2 separate regions of the Gossypium hirsutum genome follow, and region 1 is linked to region 2. The links are chromatin contacts, called in public Hi-C maps. All regions are on one chromosome and are shown on one strand. Each heading gives the region's core, a stretch centred on a gene start, on an enhancer-like site or on the middle of the called end of the contact. The rest is flanking DNA. Distances are from core to core; before and after follow the strand shown.

Region 1 (6,379 bases), core at 2,497-4,996, 250 kb before region 2:
ATTGTATAAAATGCATACAACAAAAAATAATGTTCATTCAACAAAACGCAGAGATGATGATGATGATGATGATGACAATAATAATAATAATAAACCAGAATACCTGATTGATAATTGGAGAGCCACGATGTGGTCCACAATCGGTCCAATCCCGCCGATATAATGGAATATGGCTCAACAAAACTCTTGGGTGTAATTGACGATCTAAAGAAATGTGATAAATGGATAAAAATCATTTATACAGTTGAGTCCAAACTTGACAAAACATGGGAATGCAAGTCAAATGTCAATGTCATAAACCTGATGAGACATTGCTAACAAAATCCCAAGTTGCTGAAGCAACACTTCCTTCTTGATTCGCTGCAAAGGGTGCAAAGTTAGAGAGCCTTTTTCAAACACGAGGGGACATATATCAACCAAGAAAATTAAAGGTCCCTACATTTTTAGTGTCTCAATTAGAACGCAATATATTTGTATATAAATTTCATTTGAGACATTTGATGACATATTAATGACTCAATTATTTCATACGTGATAGCAACTAAAGAGAACTCACAAGAGAATTTATAACAGACAAACTAAGGCATAAAACATGCAATATTGCAGAAGCATTACTTCTTGTCTTGAGAAACAGTCTCATTCAACTTGGAAGATAAAACAACTTCCTAGTAGAATTACAGGCATTTGTATAGTTATATGTTAGGGAAAAAAGGAGAAAGTAAAAAATGAGGAGAAGATCAAAGAAATTCAAGTTTTATGCTATCAGATCCCTAGCACAAAAAATTACAATAGATAGGCAAGAATCAGATGCCTTCTCGTTTACCATCCACAGTTTGAGCATCAACAGCTACAAACTCCACTTTTCCAACCATGAATCGATAATTTCTGCTCCCAAATTCTTTTTCATACCGTCTAACCACCTACATGGATGTAAAACTATGAGCTAATCTATTTCTGAAGAAAAAAGGACCAAAAGCATAAGACAGTGGAGCAACCATATTTGTCAAAAAAGCAACATATAATTTTCACGAATAACATAAAGAGTCACAGACAATGAATTTTACTCAACTGAACCCAAGAAATCCCTTAATCCAACAACTTGAAGCAAATTAGAACTACATATTCAGAAAATTTCAAACTGAAAAGTGTAAAGGTCACATCTATAACAATTTAACTCTCCATTATACGTACACTTCCTATTAAATGTAACACTTAACTTAGCCCTCGCCTAAGATCTCCATTCATTTTCAGTCACTTCCACACTCCAATTCTCTCCTTATCATATTCTATCACAGCAGTAAGATAGATACATTTAACATCAATCATATTTGGACCCTCTGAGCCATTCCTTTAACTTAAATGAATGCTGCCAAAATTACTCAGAAATTTATCATTCTGGCCCTCCTTTAGTTTTAATCTTTTTCTTGCTTCAATTCGTTCTTTTCCATATCACAGTCATTCCATGCACATGATGCAAATAAAAGTACTGGAACTAAATCATGCTTAGTTCTAAAAACGTAAACCTCATTTTTAATATTAACACGAGTAAATACCTCTGGTTTATGAGACTGAAGAGTTGCATAACCAATATCATGGTTTCCAGGAAGGTGGTAAACTTTAACAGTGGAATGTATTTCTTCTGTATTTAGACCAAACATATGCTTCAGACGGCTTAACGATTCCTGCCATCTGATCAACTAAACAATGTCAAGGGCACTCTAAATTAGAAAGGTAACTGAAGAGTTTCAAAGCAAAACCTGTTCCTAATTAGACAAAGAATATAGTGAAGCAAAGATACGAAGAGGTGATCTTGATGGTGTTAGTAGTAGTACTAGTAATGCCTCATAATATGCATATAAAAGCATAAGCATGGTGGAAATATTCAAACTCCCAAACAGAAATTTGGGGGAAAAAAGAAGAAGAAAATTTTATTGTAAAGCATCCATGTGAGACAACACGATGTTACACGTAAAATTTTTTATTTACCAGAATGTGTTTAATGCCTTAAATTTCATTTTGAAATAAAGATGTTACGTAATTTCATCTGGCAAAGCTTGCCAGATCCAGAAAGGGCATACTTCCATGGATGATTTAACTTCGAACAAAGTAGCTAAAATGAAGTTTCAAGTAAAAACAGATAGTTACAAGCCTTACTCGTCATCTGATAAATAAGGACCTCCATCAAAATAATCACCCAAAAACAAAATCACTTCTGGTTTGAAAGGAAGGATGGATGAGAAAAAGGCTCTGCGCATGAACAAATCTGTATAGAATTGTACAAACTCCAAAGCAAGTGATTTAGACGGCAGGCGAAGGGAGGTTTTGTCCATGATCTGTTAAAGACAACAAATATATGTTAGAATGCAACAAGGATGAATAACAGGACCAGGACAAGCATACCTGTGGATCAGCAATAACAGCAACTTTGACATAATCAGCCGCATAACCTTTTCCGTTCATCTAAACTTGCAAAACAAAAACTGTTAGTTCCTCTGTTGATTTGCTCATGAGCATGAGAAAATGCGCAATAAACTGCATCAATGTGTTCTATTTGAGTTATACAGTGTTATCATCCATAATCACACCCAGAGAATCATTAATTGAGCACACTATAGTTTTAAGGAACTTAAACAGGTGCCAAGAATTCCTGAAATGTGTTATGAGTATAGTTCAAACACTAGATTCCCTTGTACTAGGTGTAACAGATTAGCACTAAATAAGCATCATTCCAGTTTATCTAAGTAAATAACAGAAAGAAAAATGATCTGATAACAAATGTTAATTTGATGCTTTTGCTACTTTCTTTTATTCGGAAAGATAAAAATGAGTAGAGCGTTTCACACATAAATAAGTAATCTTTTAGGGTAATTAAAATTTAATCAAATATAGGGAATTAGCTTTGAATCATTAAAGTTTGGGTTTCACCATATCTTCTGAAAGCAAAAAGCCTCAGGAATCGATAGCACAGTTGTTAATACCAAAAATATCCCAATGTTGAAAGTTAAAACGTAAAATTTATCAAAAAGACACTAAACCCCGCCACTGATTGCTTTCTGTCTTTTTTTTTGTTGTTGTTAGCTAAATAGAACTCAAATTTCTGCATATTTCAACCCTTTCAAAAGTAAATTTGCTTTTATAATTGCATCTCCTAAAATCAACATATTCTCAGCTTGGAACATGTTAATAATAGTAATAGAAGTGAGATCAATTCAAATATCAATAAAACAAAAAAGAAAAATGAAGAACAAATTAGTGACAAGAGACGACAAGAAAATTACAGTGGGATTGGAAGAAGAGGATGAGGAAAGGTGAGGCCAAGAGCAAGAGAAGAGAAAGGGCATGTAAAAGGAGAACATCTCGCCGTAAAGGATGGTTGCAGTCCATATTAGGCATAGAAGCAGAGTCAATTTCTCGTGCCCTTTCATCTACTCTTTCTTTCTTGCGCGGATTCACTTAAGTAACCCTTTGGCGTTGAATGTTTGATCTACAACTGGATAATAAAGGTTTTCGGTGGGACGATGGAGAGAGAAAGAGACTCGGCCACGAGATCCGGCGGATCAGTGCCGTAAAGCCTGAGCCTAACAAGATCACCACAGAGTCAAGACACAAACAAGCGTTCAAATACGTTTTTTTTTTTTTTCTTCTTTTTTCCCTTTATTTTTGTTAGACACAGTAGACTATGTTACGACTTGGGCAGGTATGCGGGATGCTCGTCAGCTATGGTAAGATTTGTCGGTTAAAACTTAAAAGTAAACCAACCCCTCAGGCTCAGGATTTTCTTCGCTTTTTTTTTTTTTTTTTGTCATAAAGAACATTAATAGATTAATTAAACATACCTCTGATGGACTCGGCACGCATAATGGGTAATAAATAGTTCGGTGGCTGTCGACAACAAAAGTGAAAAGTCCACGATTAGAGGATATTAACTAGACTACTTAAGGATATACAAAAAGGGATTCATCAAATTTTTGTTACGAATCAAACTAATAACAACCGAAGCATCAAGCTCTACAATAATATTAGCTATCTTCTTATCCCTAACAAGCATTAGACTATCTTTAAAAGTGCATAACTCCGCTTGAACACTCGTAGCATGTGAGATATGACTATAAGCTCTAATAACCTAATTTATTATATTATCTCCCATGATCATATATGTCTTTGCCTTTCCAAGATTAGCAAGTACAAAACTATCCGTGTTTAGTTTAAATCATCTTGAGAGGGATGGTTGTTATTTGATACCTATCATTGTAGGTAATCTGTATCTATAGGGGTAGATAGAGCATGAAATTCCGCAACTTTGGAAAGAGTTATAGGGGTTACTTGATTTGTCTCGACTCTTCCATGAAAAGGGAGGACATTTTGAGACAATTAAATTTACCATAACATAGAAGCAAAAATCACTTTCTAAGGAATTCTATAGGCATGATGCCAATTCTTGTCATTTAAGTTTTTCTCTAATCATTCGTGAAGCATAATATTATCTAGGCTTTGGTTAGTCTCCCTTGGCCAAATTCGATTCTACCATTATTTCATCACTACATGGTCTCTTAGTAGGTGGCTAAATGTTTCTCAGTGTGTTAGGCATAATGAACACTTGTCCTCTATATTTATTCCCCTACTACCAAAGAATGCTCTGGTTGGGACAATTTCAAGGAAACATTTCCAAAGAAAGATTTGTATTTTAAGGACTTTAGATTTCCCAATAAGCTTTCACTAGGGTAGAAAGTTCAAGTTGTTTTCAACACTAAGGTTCCTTCTATTAACAGTAAAAGTGTAAGCACTAGCCATAGTGAAACTATTTATAGGATTTAGATTCCAACATAAAAGTTTCATTTCCACAGGCCACTAAAAGTCTTGGTGTACTAAAGAACTAATTCAAACATAAAGTGTCATTTTTGAACACTTATCCAGAGTTCCAATGAAAAGGTGATTAGACCTTTGGTCTCCCATACCTCCACCAATTGTTTCAAAGTTAAGAACTCCCCCTTTTGAAATATGTATATGTTTTTAAATTTATTTAGGTAGATAAATCTTATTTAAGTAGATAAGTTTTATTCATATTCTAGGAATATTTTATTTTATCTTTTAGTAGTTTATTAGAATAAGGGAACTATTTTCCCTTATGTTTTAGTAGTTTATTAGAATAAGGGAATTATTTTTAGGACTCTTATCTATATTTAAGTTTAGTTCTTTAGTTAATAAAAATAGAACAGTTTTATTAAAAGCTCTCTTGAAAACTTTCATGGCATCTGAGCTAGGTTAAATCTCTAGTAACATCATGGTTAAAACAACCTTCACTGGAGATAAGAAATCCAGCAATCAAATAGAGGAAGAAAGTTCTACCATTGAAACAACTACCAAGAGTACAATGACTCAAGGGACAGAGGCGTCTCACATTTCTTTTCAGCTGACATCTCACAAGTTGAATGGCAAGAATTATTTGGAATGGTCGCAGTCCGTAAAATTAGCAATTGATGGGCGTGACAAACTAGGTCATTTAAATAGAGAAGTCAAGCAACAACAGATGGGCGATCCAAAGATAAGCAAGTGGAGGTCAGAAAATTCTATGATAATTGTGTGGCTTATTAATTTCATGGACGCATCCGTAGGTAAGCCTTTTCTTTTTCTCCCAACTACTAAAGATTTTTGGGATGCTGTGAAAGACACCTATTCAGATTTAGAAAATGATTCACAGATCTTTGAGTTAAAAATAAAACTTTGGAAAGCTAGGCAAGGGGAAAAGAAAGTTACTTTTTATTATAACGAGATGACGTCTCTTTGGCAAGAACTGGATCAGTGTTATAATGATGAATAGGAGTGTCCCGGAGATGGTGTAAAAGCTATGAAAAAAGAAAAGAATGAACGAGCTTCTTTGTTTCTGGCTGGTTTAAATAAAGAATTTGCTGAAGTGAGATCTCGAATCTTAAGAACTAATGGAAATTATGAAGGCCAAAGTTCTTTGGAATGGTCTTCATTCACTAAGGAACAATTAGAGCATCTACACAAGCTTTTTCAATCACCACAATTTCGGATGAATTCTTCTATTCCTAACTCATCCAATAATCCTTCTTCCTCTTTTGCCCAATCAGGTACTGATTTTTTTATTTTTTCAATGTCAAGCCTTGTAAAACAAACACGTGGATTGTTGATTCTGGAGCTAGTGATCACATGACTAGTAGTCATTTTCTTTTTTTCAACTTACACACCTTGCGTAGGAAACAAAAAGATCAAAGTAGCAAATGGGTCATTCTCGGCAATAGTTGGGAAGGGCATTGTTAAAATTTCGTCTTTCTTAGTTTTACATGATGTTTTACATGTGCAAAATCTAGCTTGTAATCTCATATCGATCAATAAATTATCCCAGTCCTCGGATTGT
Region 2 (6,441 bases), core at 1,124-3,623:
TAACATCTTTTATCATTTCTCTGGCAATCTCAATTTGCTTCTTATCCCCAGTTACCCTCACTGTCCTTTCTTTTGATCCATCCCCTTCTGGGAGATGTTGAGGTATCAACTAAAAAGATAGTAAATTGTCAGTACTTACAGGACCAGTTTTGCAAGAACTCCAACCCTGAAAAAGACAAATAAACATCAACTACCTGAATTCGAGCCCCTGACCTCGTCTGCAGTCCTTTTATAGTTTCCCCACCTCTACCAATGATTAAACCAACCTGAAACAGGTAAGGTAACATACACCAGTAGGAATAAGACTAATGCATCTTTGAGCAAGAATTATGATGCCTGAACACAAAAAATGATTAACCTTCTCATTTGGAACTTGTATCTCAATTTGATCGGCAGCACCAGCAGCCTGTGTGGTAGCAAGGCCCCTAGCTACTAGGGAAGGAGAACCCCCAGCATCAGCCTGAACCAAATACAAACATTAAGTTAATGCAACAAATGAAGGATATTAATTTTGACAGTAGAGGGGGAAGGGGAGGGACAGGGTAAATAATGAAAGCATGGAGCTAGATATTGATTAACAAATTTCAGAAACAGCATACAACCTCTGCTATGACAGCATTTATAAGCTTCTCAGCCTTGATTATGCTACTCAAAGTCCCGATAATTTCTACAGGTCTTGTAGGAGCATCCCGATCAGCATCTGCATCCCTCATGATTTGAATTTTTGCCCCAGAGTTGTATTGCAGGTACCTTATAGTATCTCCTGCCTTGCCAATGAGAACGCCAACCTATACAAGCATGCAAGAAATAAAAATCACAGAACAAGATGTTCCACAATTATGAAGAGGGAGTAAGGCATTGCTTGGATTACAAGATATTTTTGGAATGTGTGTACACTAAAAAAGGTAGACGTCACCAAAGATAGAACAATAAATGCAGATAAAACATTAAAGGTAGTTTAGCCGCATAATGAGGAGATTGTTATTATTAAAAAAATGTAATTTAATAGATGACATCCACCTTAAGAGAGAAGAAGACCTACCATTATTGGGAAAAAAAATTTAAAAAAGGATTGTCTGTTTGACATGGGATCAAACAGATTATAGTGCAAAAAGGGATTGTTGAAATGTTTGTTGAAGTAACTACGAAAAAATCAACTTCAGTTTACACCCAGTTCAAACAATTCACAATGAGACAGCTTAAAAATTTGGCTAGCATACCTTCGCATTAGGAACCTCCATTTTGCGAGTAATAGTTGTACCATCATCAACCTCCTGCTGAGGCAAGTCATCAGAAGGTTGCTTATTATCCTCTTTAGCAGGTTCTTGACCGTTATCTGCCTCAAAACTCTCAACTTTACCTAACTCAGCATCAGCAGTTTCAGGATTATCTGCAGACTGCCCATCTGTTTCCTCTGCAGTTCCTTCATATTGCTCAGGTTTTACAGTTTCTTCAGCCTCCTTTGCAGGAGAATCACCATTCTCTGCTTGCTTGTTAAGCTCATTTTGCTGCAAACCCTCCTCCTCCTCCTTGTCAGGTTCATGCGATTTCTCAGCTTCAAATCCATTCTCACTGGCTGTTATTTTAAGCATAAAGACCATGGAATTAGAATAGTTAGATATGCAAAGCAATAAAAATATGAACCAGCCATAAACCATGTTTTGTTTTGATATCACTGTTGCTATTGCTTTTTGCTTTCTGCACAAAATTGGAAAGAAAAAAAAAACAAGGTGTTCACTCATAGGCTCCATCAAAATTGGCTCTTGATTTTAGCAATTTTTAAACATGTAAAAATAAATGACAGAAAAAGAAAAATTAGTAAAGTAACAACCAAACGGAGCCTTGATCTTCTCACTTCGTATTCACCTAGCACATAAAACTCACAATTAACCCTAGAGCTACTATCATTTAACCCCTCAAATCATTTCCTTAAATAGTACATAAACCCAGAAAAAGGGAACATGTTCATTACCCAAGCCATCGGTTTTATCGTCGTCGAGCCTAGGGCGTTTGGCCTCGGACAAATCAGATGGTGCAGCATCGTTATCTTGGGCATCAGGGTCTAAAGCAGAGTCGCGAGGCATGTTGTCCGCATGGGGGTCGTGGGGCTCGACATCCTCGAGTTTTCGCTTAAGATCGGAAGGGACGGGGCTGGGTGCAGGGGCTACGGCCTCTTCCTCAGCCATCAAAATGTACGGAAAAGGAGAAGTAATCTAGGGTTTGGAGAAGAGAGCAGAAATAGCGAAGCAATGGAAGTGTTGGATGAGGATGCTAGTATGTAAGAGATAAAATATCGTGTTTGTATGTAATGTACTACATTAGGGTTTAAGGCCAATTTATAGCTGCAAAATATCACATTTCACATTTCGCAATTTCCTTTCTTTCTTTGGCCCACTCTTCAGCCTACTTTCTATTTTCTTGAAAAAAAAAATCTTTAGGTGTGAGAAAATATTTTTGTTTTTCTTTATTTCCCAAAATTGGATTTTTATATTTAAAATTAAATGATTTTTGTTTTTATTTATCTGTTTTTTAAATTTTAAAAAACAAACTATTTTTAAAAAAGAAGAAGTTTTCTTTAGTAATACCTCGACACCTAAAGATGTCAAGTTCTAAGTTTGCAACATTGCCTCTAAAATTTCTACGTGACATTAGAATCAGGGTTAATTATTGTTATAATTTCAATATTTGGGTGTCAAATTCAAAGAATAAATTTGAAAAGTAATCGTTAAAAATTTAAATTTATTTTTTTAATTGCTAGGGATGAATGTTGTATCCTAAATCTGACACTTAGTGGTGTCAACGTGAGTACTAATTTTAAAAAACGAATAAAGTAATTTAAATAAATAATAATAGAAAATAAATAAAAATCAACACCTGTCAATTTTCACTAATATTTTTGTGAATCCCTAATTTAAGAAGCTATAAATAGGCAAATAAATTTGTTAATTTTTCGCAATAAACAAAAACAAATTATGATGTTTGTTATTTACCATATATCCTACATAATGGTTGCCAACTTTTTAAGATTCGAAGGACATGTAGCCCAAGGTGTAGTTACATTAGAGTATTCTCGTATTACTTAGCTTCGCAATAATATGAGTATAGGTCCACTTAACGAGAGAATCTTGCTCCAATTAAGAGGCATTGATTTCTATCACACAAGTCAAATTGGGAGAGTTACTTACATTTTGTCATTCTTATCCATTCTGATTAAACGATGGAGATCGAAGACTCATATGCTTCATCTCTTATACAACTAGGCGATAATAAAACTGGAAGATGTAGCATTGCTGATAAGGCTTCTAGAAGACGAGCATCTTGTGATGAGAAGCTTTGAATTTAATTTACAAGATGACCTTTATGCAAAGTTCAAAACTGATACAAACCTTCCGGTGGATTTCAAATGGCACCAAGTGAAGTTAGATTAGTTGAAGAGGTGATTTAGGAATCTCCTCAAGAATTCAATACCCATTTAGATCGATTACCATGCTCGAGCATACATTTTTCACCTAACCGGAGGTGTGTTGATGATAGAAAATTCTAGCAACTTAGTTCATACCTTGTACTTCCCATTTTTATCTAACTTTTAAATTGTTGGTACACATAGTTGGGACCTTGTCATTTTGCCTATATAGAGCGTTGTGCAAGAGGTGTAAAGTGGGGAGCGAGGAAGTGAATGGATGCCTTGTGATTTTACAATTGTGGAAGTAGTATCGACTTTTGCTCATAGACTTCTACCCTTTAAACCTATTAGTTTCCCACTAGCCAGAAGGTACAAGTAGAACCCTAAACCATGAAATCAATATTTATAGCATAAATGTCTTATATTTGTAATAACATTATGTAATTTAATAGACAGTCTAAGCAACGTGACTGTACGACATACAGGAAGGCCGATTTGGTATTTATACAATAAGTAATTGATAGGAAATCAAATGATTTGGTATCGGTATAGTACTGTACATGTGAATTAAGTGTTTATGTTATGTTTGTGATATCATAAAAAAGATTTTGATATGTGAATGTGAAAGTTGATTAGTGACTATATGTGCTAAAGTAAAAACTATAAGTTATAAATTTAATTTAAATAATTTTATGTTTTGGAAATAAATTAAAAGTTTAAGTATGTTAGTGAAAGAAACTGTATGAATAAATGTTTTTATTAAAAAATAATTAAATTGTAAATATATAAAAATGGTAAGATTGAATTCAATTGAGTGCTTACTAAGTTATTCACGTAGCTTAACACGCTTATTTTTAAAATACGCAGATAAAAGATAAAAGTTAAAAATGAATAAAGGATTGTAACTTCAATTTGGATCACATCACTCAACAATCTCCAAGGACAAGTTTTGGTATAAAAATTTTGGACTTTAGAATGGCATGTACTTAAGTTTAAATATTGTATTTGTATGTGTGTCCTAGTGGAAATACTTGATAATTTTTTTAATATTATGTTAGCTTAGTGACTTGGTTAATTTAGTAACTTAGTGACTAAATATAACACCTATTGCTTGGGTTATCAATTTAACTTAGGTGAGGGGTGTTACATTTTCAAACTTTATGCTCATTTCCTTAGGTTATATATTAGGTAGGTTGCACCATGTAGATGATTTCTTCAAGATAGCCATTTAGAAACACTGTCTTGACATCCATTTTCCAGATCTCATAATCGAGAGCTATAGCAATGGATAAAAAAAGCGAATCGACTTGACCATCGCTACTGGAGAGAAGGTTTCCTCGTAATCAATACCTTTTCTTTGTGTAGCCTTTTGCCACAAGTATGACCTTATAGGTTTCAACCTTTCCTTCCACATTTCTCTTTCTTATAGACCCACTTTGTTAGGAAATGTGCTTATCTTATAGTAAACATTAAACTATTTTCTATGTATTTGAGCGATGGATAAATGAATAAAGTTAATTTCACATTTTACTATTATATCTTTTGTGTTTGTTTTTCATGTTCTGCATACATAGCGAAATTGTGACAAGCAAATATTAGTTCATTGATTGTCTAAGTTCGAACTGATGATAAGTGGCATTGTAAGAATGTTTACATTGCGAGAAAGACAACTTACTTTAGTAGATAATCTAAACGAGTCTATAATCCTGTAAAAGAATCAAAGTGAGCATTTGATTCAAATAATTAAAAGGATTATTATGTCTTCTACAATTTCAATTGGGGAGATGGCCAGTCTTAGCTATCGGAGCAACTAAATCCACGGGTAGAGACATAGATGTACTCATTAGAAGAATGATACATTGAACTGGACCCAAGTTGAATTAATTTTGAATACGTTTGTGACGTTCATTAGAGACATAGATGTAATCATTAGAAGAATGATACTTGTGACGTTCATGGTGTGACTTACCTAAATCTTGGGTTAGTCACTGATCATGCGTATGTAATTCATGTGCTTTGATATAAGTAGAGGCTTATGCTCTAAAGATGATTGAGCCGATAGTCAGTATGTTGGGTACATCACTTGTGTATGACATGTGCCACACCCCTAAATTAGTTATAGAAGTTTTGAGGGTAAATTAAGAATTTTGGCTTGGAATGGGTTAAAAATTTTTGAATTGTGGTAACCTGAAATTATTTTCGTCTGTGGCTTTTTGAAAATTAAATCAAAATTTGAAAATAATGCTGAAAAGATATTCAATGTTAAAATAAGGACTGCTTTGTAAAAGGGTTCAATTTAGGGGTAGTTAAAAAGCAATTTTACCGAAGTTTTACAAATACCATATTTTCCTTCCTATGTTTATTAAACCCACGTTAGTCTCTTCTCTATATTTTTGTTTTGTCATCCATTGCATTCCAAAGCTCCTCTCATTAATTTTTGATTCCCAAATTAATTCATTAGATTTTCATCATTCCCCAAGCCATAAATCTCCATAGTATTCAAGAAAAACATCTAAGAACACTGTATATTTCTCCATTGTTGAATTTTTGGGTTTTTTGGATTTCAATCAAACGTTTGGTTTTTCATCAACTAAGTTAACGATTCAATTCCTTATTATTTTTTGGTGTTATTTGATCCTTTAAATTGAGTTTTTAGCAGTTAAATCACATGTTTTAAATAAAAGCCGAAAATTGGGTCATTAATGGTGGATTTCGAGATTTTGGGTTAAAACGTTGTTTCAAAAGTATTTTTCAATTATTTTTGACATGATTAGAAGGTTTCTAAACTTGCTTTAAATTTTCATTGAAGATTTTCAACGTTTTAATGAATTTTCGTGAAAATTGCCATAAACATGTCAAAAATTTTGATACCATGAATTGTGTAGTTATAAGTAGTTTAAAGGTTGGAAATCAGTTTTAGGTGAATAAATAGATGAAGAGAATCAGTTTTAGGCAAAAATATTAAGTATAGTTTGAGATAATTGAAATGCAAGTTTGCTATGTCGAAAGTTCGGTTATAAGAGAATCTAGCTTAGGCT

The links. A called contact is a pair of places that touch in the nucleus more often than the background predicts.
Region 1: a contact with region 2 is called in a Hi-C map of leaf, with 1.8 times the contacts expected there. The contact joins the promoter of LOC107920406 here to the promoter of LOC107919846 in region 2. A contact is called at or near these places in 2 of 34 Hi-C or Micro-C datasets (both in leaf).

What each region holds. Positions count from the first base shown.
Region 1 is chrD13:41,181,541-41,187,919 of Gossypium_hirsutum_v2.1, reverse strand. LOC107920406 reads right to left here and starts at 3,746. Exons shown (of 13, transcript XM_016850113.2): 1 at 3,279-3,746; 2 at 2,401-2,460; 3 at 2,155-2,333; 4 at 1,554-1,689; 5 at 824-920; 6 at 301-360; 7 at 104-204. The coding sequence starts at 3,425.
Region 2 is chrD13:40,933,144-40,939,584 of Gossypium_hirsutum_v2.1, reverse strand. LOC107919846 (far upstream element-binding protein 2) reads right to left here and starts at 2,373. Exons shown (of 7, transcript XM_016849237.2): 1 at 1,973-2,373; 2 at 1,221-1,576; 3 at 603-788; 4 at 359-460; 5 at 195-266; 6 at 1-109. The coding sequence starts at 2,186.